2 separate regions of the Sus scrofa genome follow, and region 1 is linked to region 2. Evidence: chromatin contacts called from public Hi-C data. All regions are on one chromosome and are shown on one strand. Each heading gives the region's core, a stretch centred on a gene start, on an enhancer-like site or on the middle of the called end of the contact. The rest is flanking DNA. Distances are from core to core; before and after follow the strand shown. Region 1 holds the start of SLC25A42 (mitochondrial coenzyme A transporter SLC25A42). Region 2 holds the start of TMEM161A (transmembrane protein 161A).

What was found. Hi-C and Micro-C count contacts between places; a contact is called where the count stands out from the background.
Region 1: a contact with region 2 is called in a Hi-C map of embryonic fibroblasts, with 1.7 times the contacts expected there. The contact joins the promoter of SLC25A42 here to the promoter of TMEM161A in region 2. A contact is called at or near these places in 5 of 47 Hi-C or Micro-C datasets (embryonic fibroblasts, heart right ventricle, liver and 1 more) and 1 of 2 datasets of contacts at active chromatin or transcription factors (skeletal muscle).

What each region holds. Positions count from the first base shown.
Region 1 is chr2:58,799,437-58,804,988 of Sscrofa11.1, forward strand. SLC25A42 (mitochondrial coenzyme A transporter SLC25A42) reads right to left here and starts at 3,920. Exons shown (of 8, transcript XM_021083444.1): 1 at 2,337-3,920. The coding sequence starts at 2,467. It overlaps LOC100511007 (a long non-coding RNA gene), which reads left to right and starts at 1,694. Exons shown (of 2, transcript NR_045043.1): 1 at 1,694-1,756; 2 at 2,273-3,805.
Region 2 is chr2:58,726,463-58,732,093 of Sscrofa11.1, forward strand. TMEM161A (transmembrane protein 161A) reads left to right here and starts at 2,276. Exons shown (of 12, transcript XM_021083443.1): 1 at 2,276-2,387. The coding sequence starts at 2,385.

The DNA.
Region 1 (5,552 bases), core at 2,670-5,169, 75 kb after region 2:
GAGAGGACTGAGCGCTGCTGGAGCCCCATACATGTTCACTATGTAGTTATTTGCTCCTGCAAGGTTCTATCTATTCATTGCATCTTGGTTTGTAAAAGCAGACTAAGAGTGACAACTTAAAAAGCTGCCAGCAAGGGAGTAGTTATAAAATCATCCACCCTTTTGATAAAATCTTATACAAATTTACCAGTGGTTTAAAAGGGGTGGTGAGGGGGGATATACACCCCTCCCCTAGAGCCATTAGACTATCTCTGGAAGGGAACATTATTAGATAGGAGGAATTATTAACAATGAGGGCCCCCAGAGGGGGATGGGGTACAGCCCTATGGAGAGACCTGCGAGGTTTTTACTCCTATGTACTGTTTGATTTTATTTATTTTTTTTACTAAGTACATCAATTACTTTGTCAAAGTTTATTCATATATTCACAATGTGTTTGTATACACAACATATGCACATACATACATATATAAAATGTGTGTATGTGTATATATGTACATCTACATATATATACATATACATACACATACAAACACAAACACGCACACAATTTAAATGACTCCTTTTGAACTTGGACAGAAAACCCCGATGGCTTCAGTTTCCACAGGAGAAGCTGAAGGTGAAAAAACCCTCCAGAACATTCCAGCATCATCTTTGCAGGGGAAGCCAGGAGAGAGGTAAGAAATATTATGCAAGCATTACAGGAAACAGCACATTACTGCTTTTTTGACAACAAAACCTTCTTCCTTGTTGTACACTTGCAAATCACACACCAGAGAACTTGAAAAGTTCCAGAAAAATCTTTATCCCCAGCACCATGCCAGGCTCCAGTTTTGTAGTTATCTCTAAGCAGCTGAAACATTAGCTTTCTCACTGTGAAGAGTGTTTCCTTACTCTCTTGGTTCATCAGCTTCCAGGACCCAAGGAGCTCCCCCTGGTCAGCGAGGGGTCTGCAAGATCTGGCCAGGCAAGTCCCCACCCCTACCCCCACGCGACCCTATCCGCTGGGCCAGTGGCACTTTGGGTGTTGAAGCCCAGTTCCAACAACGCCCCGCCTCCACTAGCTACAGGGCTCTGAGACACATGCTCAGCAAACGACTGGGGCCACCCCTTCCAGCTCAGTCTTTCCGGACCTAGTCAAAGTCATGACTCCTAAGGAACAGCTGCAAGGAGGGTGGGGGGTCCCCTCCCCTGCCAACTCCACAAAGATGAACACAACAGATGGGCAAAAATGGGGTTGGCCCACAGAGAAGGGTCAGCAGCCATGCTCAGGAAGGTGTGGGCAATGCCTCCCCAATTAAATCGCTTTAGATTTGTTGCTGGTAAAAAGGAGATAATTCCGGTTTGTCTGGCTGAAGGGATTATTCTAAGCCCGGAAATCACTTTATAGACCGCCATAAATGAAAAAATATCTGGGTAGGCTTTTCTTGGGGATTGTGTGTGTGGAGGGTGCAGTGATCCTGAGATAGCAAAGCTTGGGTGAATGTTGGAAAACCTGGGGAAATTGGGAAGGACTAGGGAGGGGGCACAAATACACCTGTGTCTGAACGGAAGTAAGGGTGGGTGCACAGACTAGGGATGTGCGAGTGATGAGAGGGCTGCAAGGGGCAGAGGGCAAGTGTGTGCATGTGTTGGGGGAGTACCTGAGGGCAATGACCCAGATTACTTAAGGGAGGGAGCAGTGAGAGGGTCATAGTCCTGGGTATGAGAAAGCTGGTGAGGAGATAGGAACGGGTCTAGATGTGAATGGGGGACGGTAAGTTTGGGGTGACAGGCTCAGGTATGGGTGTGGAGGTACAAGCCCAGGTGTGGTATCGAGGGGGACGGAAAGGAGGGTGGAGACTACCCAGTGGTGTGGGGGTGTCATCAGGGACGGACTGAGACGACATGGGAGGCATTCGTGAGCAGGGGCGAGTGTCGGGTGTGTAAGGGGGAATATGAGTGGGAGCATAGACTCAGATGCGTGAGGGGGTGCAGGCTCAACTGTGCGGGGAGCCTGGGGGCATGGCCCCAAGGGGGTGGGGGATGTCAGCAAGGCGGACAGTCTTAGGTATGTAAGGGGAGATGTCAACGAGAATGGATGTGATGTCAGGTGTGTGGGGGCTGACAGTGAGTCTCACATCCGGCTGGGGGCCCTCAGGGGATACCAGACGCGGGACGTGGAGGTCGGGAGGGTGGGCTTTAACCTCTTCCAGTCCCGGTGATGCTGCTGTCACGCCCCGCCTCGTCTGCCCTCGTTCCAGGCCCATGACAGAACTGTGCATCGCCCTAGGTCGGCCCGAAGGGCGCGGGCCCCCCTACGCCTGCGCCACCCCACGCCCCCCGTGCCCCCTCACCGGCTGGGAAGCGTCGCCGCCGCCGCTGCCGCCGCCACCTCCACCGCCACAGCCCCGCCTCGCGCACTCTCGGCGCGCGCCGCGGGAGGGATCCACGCTGTACTCCGATTGGCTGCCTGCTGGCCAACCATCTCTGAAGACGGCGGATATTGGTGAGCATGAAGCGGACGGGCAGCCCTTGCAGCCAATAACTGGGGGATAGAGGCGGGGCTGTTGGGAGAGGCTGCGGGTCCCGGGGGTGCCCTGCTGGGTGTGAGGAGCTGGGAGGCGAGGGCCTGTAGGCAGGCGAAGATTGGAGCCCTCGGAGAAGATGGGCAGCCCCAAGGACCAATCGCTTGGGAGAAAGGGCGGGGCTCCAAAGAAGCTGGCGCGACTGGCAGCGAGGAACGGAGGGCGTAGCCCGGAGGGCGACGGAGATTGGCTGCGAAGCCAAAGACAGGCAGGGCCGGCGGCCAGTCGCGAGGGCCGTGGGCGGTGCGCCCTGGACCAGACTTTGGAGCAAAGGAGGTGTAGAGTTTGGCCCTGAGCACTGTGGCCCGAGGTGGCCTTGGGAGTCTGGCGTAGGGTCCCCTCAGGCTGTGGCAAAGTCAGGCTCTCTGGCCACCCAGTGCAGAAGCAGGACCTCCAACTTGAGCGGCGAACTTGGCCACTAATAGGAAATACCCACTATTCCCCTGCAAAGGATACGGAGGGGGCAGAGAGTCTCGCTGGAAGTCACTCAGCTGTCCTCCACAGCTCCGGGTAATGGCAAAATGTGGAAATAGGTGGAATCTTACGTGCTTTGTGATCTTCTGGAAATGTTTGACTTCTCCGAGTACAAACTTGCTCCTCACAGGACTGAATGACATCCCTGTCAGGCCACTTCCCTGCTAAATCTTTGGTGAATTAACTGAATCCTAACCAGAATCCCATGAGGTCAAAGCGACTACTGGCTCCATTTTACAGAAACCAGAACACAGAGAGGTCAAATCCTTGCCCATGCTCACACAGCACTTCAGCAGGCCCAAAGTTGCCTGGTTTTTGGAAGTAGGGTAAGGCCGTGCCAAAGGACAGCCATGGGGGACCTGAGTGACACAGGTTTGAATACTTGTCCAGCCACTAGCTGACATTACAACAGATATGGTGTACGAGTCCCTGAGACCTTATGTTCTGAAGTAAAAGACTTTCTTTAGCCTCCCAAACTCAGTCTCAAAAAACTGACTCAAGAGTTAATGATTAGGAAATATTGTTACGGCTAAAAAACTAGTTAAAACAGGAGTTGCTGTTGTGGCTCAGTGGTTAATGAACCTGAGTAGTATCCATGAGGATGGAGCTTCAATCCCTGGCCTTTCTCAGTGGGTTAAGGATCCAGCATTGCTGTGGCTGTGGTGTAGGCCAGTAGCTACAGCTGCGATTTGACCCTAGGCTGAGAACCTCCATATGCTGCAGTGCGGCCATAAAAGACAAAAAGACCAAAAAAAAAAAAAAAAGAAAAACAAAACTAGGAAAACAGTCTCCATTATATTATGTCCTACCTTGACCCACTAACTTATTACTAATGGTTACTTTCTTTTCTTCTTCTTCTTCTTTTTTTTTTTTTTGTCTTTTTTGTCTTTTCTAGGGCCGCTCCCACGGCATATGGAGGGTCCCAGGCTAGGGGTCAAATTGGAGCTGTAGCTGCCGGCCTACACCAGAGCCACAGCAACGCCAGATCTGAGCCATGTCTTCGACCTACACCACAGCTCACGGCAGCAACGGATCCTTAACCCACTGAGCAAGGCCAGGGATTGAACCCGCAACCTCATAGTTCCTAGTCAGATTCATTAGTCACTGAGCCACGACAGAAACTCTAGTTAGAGTTATATTGCACCTGGTGTTTTCTTTTCATCTGAAACACTTCCTTAACACCCCCTTCCTTTTGTGAGCAATCTTCACTTCAGAGAGAAGGTCAAGGTTCAATAACCCCAAAGACCACCAGAGACTGTCACCAGACCACCTGACTCTGGCCTTGATGACTTTGAAATGATCTATGGAGGGAGAGGAACACAGGCACCCAAATCCTTACCAACAGCCCTGTTTTCTCAGGCTAAACCTATAAAACCCCTTGCTATCCCCTCTCAAGGCAGGACACAGTTTTGAGGGTGTTAGCCTACTGTGGCCTCCTCTGCCTCGCAAAGTAATAAAGCTGTTCTTTCTGCTTTGCCCAAAACTCTGTCTCCAAGTCTTAATTTGTGCTGGTGTACAGAGGCCACATTTCGGCTATTCAACCTTAGGCAATGCACTTGTGAACCTCAGTTTCCTCAAGGGACAATGATTCCTACACCTGATCTTTCCTCTCTGGGGCTGCTCCCCTGGGAGAACTTACATTCCAGCCATCACCTTGACCTTCTGGTGAAAGCATTTGACCCTGCACAGATCACATCTGGCCTGTGAGCCCCAGCTTTTCTGTGAGGTGTGGGGTCATGAGATTCTTTGCAGATAGTTAGGGAGACACTTGCAGTCCAGCACCAGGCTGTGTCACTGGCACCTCCCCAAAGCCTACCCTGTTCTCTGACTCACAAAGTGCACCCCTTTAATCTCTGGGGCATAGAGGATTACAAATATTCCCAGATACTGGCTCTTATTTCTTCTAGGTGTGGGCGGGTGTTGGTGGAAATCGAGTTAAGAACAAGAGAATCCTGGGAGGGAGCAAGGCTGAGCTAGACTGTAATAAGTGCTCACAGTTTAGATCTGGACAATCCCCCGGCTAAGTTCTCAATCCATAACTTTGCAAAGGGCCCATCTGAGGATACAATGAGGGCTCACAAGGGGAAGTCACTAGCTTGAGGTTACCATCAGATGCCTGATATTCCCATGATGTTCCCACCTGAGTCTCTGCTCAAATAGCTCCCAACTGTGGTTTGCTTCCCTGCAATTTCCAGGCCCTAGTCTCCATCCTGCCCTCTGGAGAAGAGATGGAAGCTGAGTCTGGTGAACACCTACTGGGTATCATATCCTTGCAGGGCTCAAATATCATCTTATGGAGTTCCTGCTGTGGCACAACAGGGTTGGCAGTGTCTTTGGAGCATTGGAACACAGGTTTGCTCCCTGGCCCAGTAGGTTAAGGATCCAGCATTGCCACAGATGCAACTTATGTATATCACAATTTCAGCACAGATCTGATCCCTGGCCAGGGAACTCCATATGCTGTGGGATGGCAAAAACAAACAAATAAAAATCCCAACCAAGAAACAAACA
Region 2 (5,631 bases), core at 1,026-3,525:
CAATGGTTACACTTGGAAGGTGAAGCCATCAGGAGAGTCTAACAGATCAGGCATAGATTGTGAGTGAGACTTCAAGGCCAACTTCAGAGTTTGAGTATAAACACCTGGGCCAGGGGCAGAGCTGCCTTTTCTGCAATGGGGAGGCTGCAGAGGGAAGATGCAGAGCTCCTGGGGTCCAAGTGTGTGTCAGCTCCCATGACTCAAGACATGGGGCTGCTGTGCCACCTGGACTCATAAACCCTACGTCCAGGGGCAAAGTCAGGGTTCAAAGGAGAGCCTTGGGCCTCTCAGAGCCTCAGTGTCTTCATCAATTTAATGGAGACAATCATCCCACCACTCTAATCTGCTGGAGGGAGCACTTGAGTGAGCTCTGCCCTCAGCCTGGCACATAGTGGGCCTGCAGATAATGACCCTACTCTTTTTTTTCTTGGTCCTCTTTTTCTGAAACCCTCCTCCAAACTTCAGTTTCCCTGGGGCCCATCTGGATGTTGTAGTCCTGAGGGGCATCTCACCATCCCCATGTAGGTCCTGGGAAATCCCAGTGACCCTCACTACCACTGTCACCCATGCTCTCTCAGGCCAACACACTGAGTCCAGAGGACCAAAGTCACAAAGAGCAAATCTCCTGCAAACAGACACGCACATGTGCTAATAAACAAGACAAAAACACCCACAGAGACAAGGCAATCAACAATACAGGATCTACTCACAGGCCCCATAAAGACTCTCAGACATTTTTTTTTTTTTTGTCTTTTTGCCTTTTTCCAGTGCCACTTCCCACGGTAGATAGAGGTTCCCAGGCTAGGGGTCTAATTGGAGCTGTAGCCACTGGCCTACACCACAGTCACAGCAACGCAGGATCTGAGCTGCACCTGCGACCTGCACCACAGCTCATGGCAACGCCGGATCCTTAACCCACTGAGCAAGGCCAGGGATTGAACCTGCAACCTCATGGTTCCTAGTCGGATTCGTTAACCACTGTGCCACAATGGGAACACAAAGACTCTCAGACATTTAGTCAAACGCATACAATATGTCCAGATTTGGAGTTCCCATCATGGCTTAGTGGTTAATGAATCCGACTAGGAACCATGAGGTTGTGGGTTTGATCCCTGGCCTTGATCAGTGGGTTAAGGATCCGGCGTAGCCATGAGCTGTGGTATAGCTTGTAGACGCAGCTCAGATCTGGCATTGCTGTGGTTCTGGTGTAGGCAGGCGTCTACAGCTCCGATTAGACCCCTAGCCTGGGAACCTCCATATGCCACGAGAGCAGCCCCAGAAAAGACAAAAAATAAATAAATAAATAAATAAATTTTTGTTAATTGGCTGCACCCAAGTCATATAGTTTCCTGAGCCAGGGATCAAACCTGAGCCACAGCAGTAACCAGAGCCACAGCAGTGACAATGCCAGATCTTTAACCCTCTGAGCCACCTGGAAACTCCAGTTTTCTGTTACATGAGCCAAAATTTTCCCTTTTGCTGGAGACTTTTTAAGTTGGATTTTTTCTTCCCCCTTGAAACCAGAGTTCTGGCTGATGGAAATGAAAAAGGCTTTTGCCAGGTGAAAAACAATGAGAAAGGAGCCACTCCAAGATGGAAGATGGCATTTACAGAGGACTGGAGATGTGAGAAAGCATAGATGGTGGCTAGCTGTATTATCTGCATGTAATAGCGTTGGCAGTAGATTGCAGGCAGGCAGAGGGGTCTGAATTCAGTTTGAACAACTGGGAGTCTATTCAGTGGGAGCCACCGAATTCTTTTTTCTTTTTTAACAGCTGAGCCTGAGGCATATGGAAGTTTCCAGGTTGGGGGTCTATTCAGAGCTGCTGCAGTTGGGGGCCTGTGCCACAGCAAGGGTGGAGTCCTAGCCACGTCTGCGACTTGTCAGTAGCTTGCGGCAACGGGCAAGGATCCTAAACCCACTGAGTGAGGCAAGGGATCAAAGCTCCATCCTCAGGGACACTATGCTGGGTTCTTAAGCCACAGAGCCACAACTGGAACTCTTTTTTTTTTTTTTTTTTTTGCCACCAGATGTTCTTAATCAAGGGAGTTCTGCAGTACGTGGGTAAATGAGTGTATTCGCCTCAGACTTGCTAAATACGTGCAGGTGAGGAAATTGAGTTTTAGAGACAGCGGCCACACAGGGGTCGCAGAGACAGTCTGGACTCAACCTCTGCCTAAGCTCACCGAGCGCCTTCGAACTACAACTTCCGACATGCAACGCGAGCGACTCCTTGTCCCTAGTGATTTGCCCCGGCTCCAAGCGTGATGATTGGTTGGATGGGCTGCTTGTCATACCAAAGTAGTGTTCTGAATGGCCGAGTTCCGCAAGGAGCTCGGAGCTTCAGGCCCGTGGGTCCCAGCACCGCGCTCCCGCCGGCAACATGGTGAGCCGGCATCTCCTAGCATGGGGGGCGCCCTGAGGGCCTGGGATTCCGCCAAGGGGATCCCGGGAGACATTGAGGAGACGGGGAACCTTTTGTGGGGGTTGAGTGCTTTGAGGAACTCTGGGTCGCGCTGAGGGCCATGTGTCCCTCTTTGGAGTCAGGATCTCGCTACGGGACCTATGAAGGGTTCGGGGATTGTGCAAGGAGACTTGAAGGCTCTGAGCAATTCTGGGCTTCTGACGAGTCCCTGGGGGGGCCCTCTAGGAGACTGGTTCTGCTGAGGGTTCGTCCATGGAAGGTACTGGGGATCTGAACACATTCAGAGCCCCTCGAGGGAGATCTTGGGTCCTGCTGGGCCCACTCTGGGGATGTTGTCCTGTGGGAGCTGTGGGGGCCGCGCTGACAGGGTCCATCGGGGGTACCTACTCGTATGAGGTGTGCAGAAGGACCAGGGAGAATCCTTAGAGGAGGGGGCCATGACAAGGGGCTCTGGCTTCAGAGTAGGTGAGGATCCCAGAATTGGAGACATCACATTTGAAACCCTCAGGTCTCACGCAGTTCTGGGTCCAACCCATTGCGTTTATTCTTCAAGCTTAGCCTGGCCCCTGTGGGCTGGGCTGGTGCCAGAAGAGGGAGGAACCGCCCCCCCCCCCAACCTCCCCGCCCCAACCCCGAGTTTGGACTGGACAGAGGGAAAGATAGGCTGGAGGGGTGGGAAGGCAGCTTCATCTTGGTTGGGTTGGGGGTGGGCGTCCCAGAGAAGGGACGTTTTAGGTGGGTCTGAAGTAAGAGCATTGATGGAACTGGTTGATGAAAATGGATGATGTTCCAGGCCTGGGTTCTGGACGCTGTGAACGGTGAGAGGAAGGGCTCTCAGAAACGGAATGGAGGAAAGTCACATTGATGTTACTTGGCAAGATTCTGGGATCATAGGTCCATTGAAGGGGCTTTAAACAGGGAAGGGACATGGGCTGATGGGAGGTTCCAGAGATTTTTGGAGATCTGCAGAGCGTGGACCCAAGACTGGAGGCTAATGGGGGTGGCCCTGGATAGACCTCTGGAGCCTAGGTGGAGGAATGAATGCCTGCCTTCCCCCTTCCCTTCTCATACTCCTTCATCCTAACATCCATCCTTCTGAAGCCTCTACTTCTCCCTCCTTTTTCTCCCTCTCCTTCCTACCGTCCTTCCTCTCCTAGGTATTGGGACCGCAGTTTGAACCATAGGTCTCCTCCTTGGGAAGGTGTCGGAGAGTAATGGGGTCAGTGATGGAGAACTGGGGGCCCTGGAGGGCCTCTGAGGGGGGCTGCTGGGGGTTGGGGGAGAGCGCAGGGCAATGAGGCAGGGTGGTCCTGAGCTGGGTCCGCGGGGCCTTGAGGGCTGAGGAGCGGAGTTGGACATTTACTATGAGACTGGGAAGGACCTGGGCTGCCTGGAGGAGCCCACAGTCATGCCCACGGGAGTGATGGGTGGGTGCTGGGGCCTCCGGGGAAGGGGCTGGAGGAGGCATGGTCTTCCAGCTCAGCAGAGAGGTCTGAACTGGAGGTGCTGTTGGGCTGGAGTCGTGCTGGGCTGGGTCGGTGGTGAAAACCCTGCCAAGGCACAGGTCACAAGAGAGAGGCACCTGGAGAGCAGCTGGTGGGTTTCCGGGGGCGGGGGAGGGGAGAGTAGAGGAGGGGTCCTAAGAGGAAGGGCGGGGCCACTTAGAAGGTCCTCCCACTGGGCTTGGAGGGGCCCAACCTCCATTAGTGCTATTGGTCATTAATGGCTGCTAGCCAGTCTGCACTTGGATGGGAGGGAGGCTGAGTAGAGGTCAGAAAGATGACAGCCCAGCCTCCTTACTGGAAAAATGATCCCGTTCTCAGTTTACAAGTCATAGGCAGAGCGAAAATATCCTTCTAGTCAGTTATTTTAACGATAGATTGATTTCTCAGCAGTCATTCTGAATTACAGCGCTAGGCCTGAGAGCCCTAGAGCTTTTCTTTTTTTTTTCGTTTTTTTTTAGGGCGGCATCTGCACATTTGGAAGTTCCCAGGCTAGGGGTTGAATCAGAGCTGCAGCTGCTGACCTACACCACAGCCACAGCAACACGGGATCCGAGCCGCATCTGCGATCTACACCAAAGCTCAGGACAACGCTGGATCTGTAACCCACTGAGCAGGGCCAGGGATTGAACCCACATCCTCATGGTTGGGTTCATAACTACTGAGCCACACCGGGGAACTCCAAGCTTTTCCTATTAAAGTTAGCTTATTTTTGACTGATTAAAGGATAATCTTAATAATTAGTTTTAATATTAACGTAATCTTTATTTCATTTTAGTTGTTAATTATAATGCCACAATACTAGCAGACAGCCCTCTTGAGCGCTTAATATTATGTAATTACTGATAGTAAATCGATATTTACTGCATTTAAGCAGGAAAACCCAGCTTAAGTTTCAGACTGATTTTGACAAACATTTCTTCTAAAACGTTTTTGGTTTTTTTTGTTTGTTTGTTTTTTGTCTTTTCTAGGGCCGCTCCTGCGGCATATGGAGGTTCCCAGGCTAGGGGTCTAATCGGAGCTGCAGCTGCTGGCCTACACCAGAGCCACAGCAACATGGGATCCGAGCCATGTCTGCGACCTACACCACAGCTCACGGCAACGCCGGATCCTTAACCCACTGAGCAAGGCCAGGGATGGAACCTGCAACCTCATGGTTCCTAGTCGGATTTGTTAACCACTGCGCCACGACGGGAACTCCTCTAAAATGTTTTAAAATAAGCACATGGGGGAGTTGTTGTGGCTCAGCGGTAACGAACCCGACTAGTATTCATGAGGATGTAAGTTCAATCCCTGGCCCCATTCAGTGAGTTGAGGACGGATGTTGCCTTGAGCTTCGGAATAGGCGTAGGTCGTTGGGATCCCGTGTTGCTGTGGCTGTGGGTAGGCTGGCAGCTGCTGCTCCAATTTGACCCCTAGCCTGGCAACTTCTGTATGCTGCCAGTGTGACCCTAAAAAGCAAAAGCAAAGAAAAAGAATTCCTGATTTTAAAAAGTCATACCACTCAAATATGTAAGTCTTTGTCCTGAAACAGGTAGTGGGCCAGAGACAGCTTTCCTCGTTGGTTGATTATAGAGGAAGGGAGAGGGAGAGAGGGTGATTTAAATTATCAAAGGTAATTAAAATGAGAAAGACTTGGGGGTCGGAGCACCAGGGTGACTGCTGAAGCTGGAAGCTCACCTGAGACATTGTTGGTGCGTGGG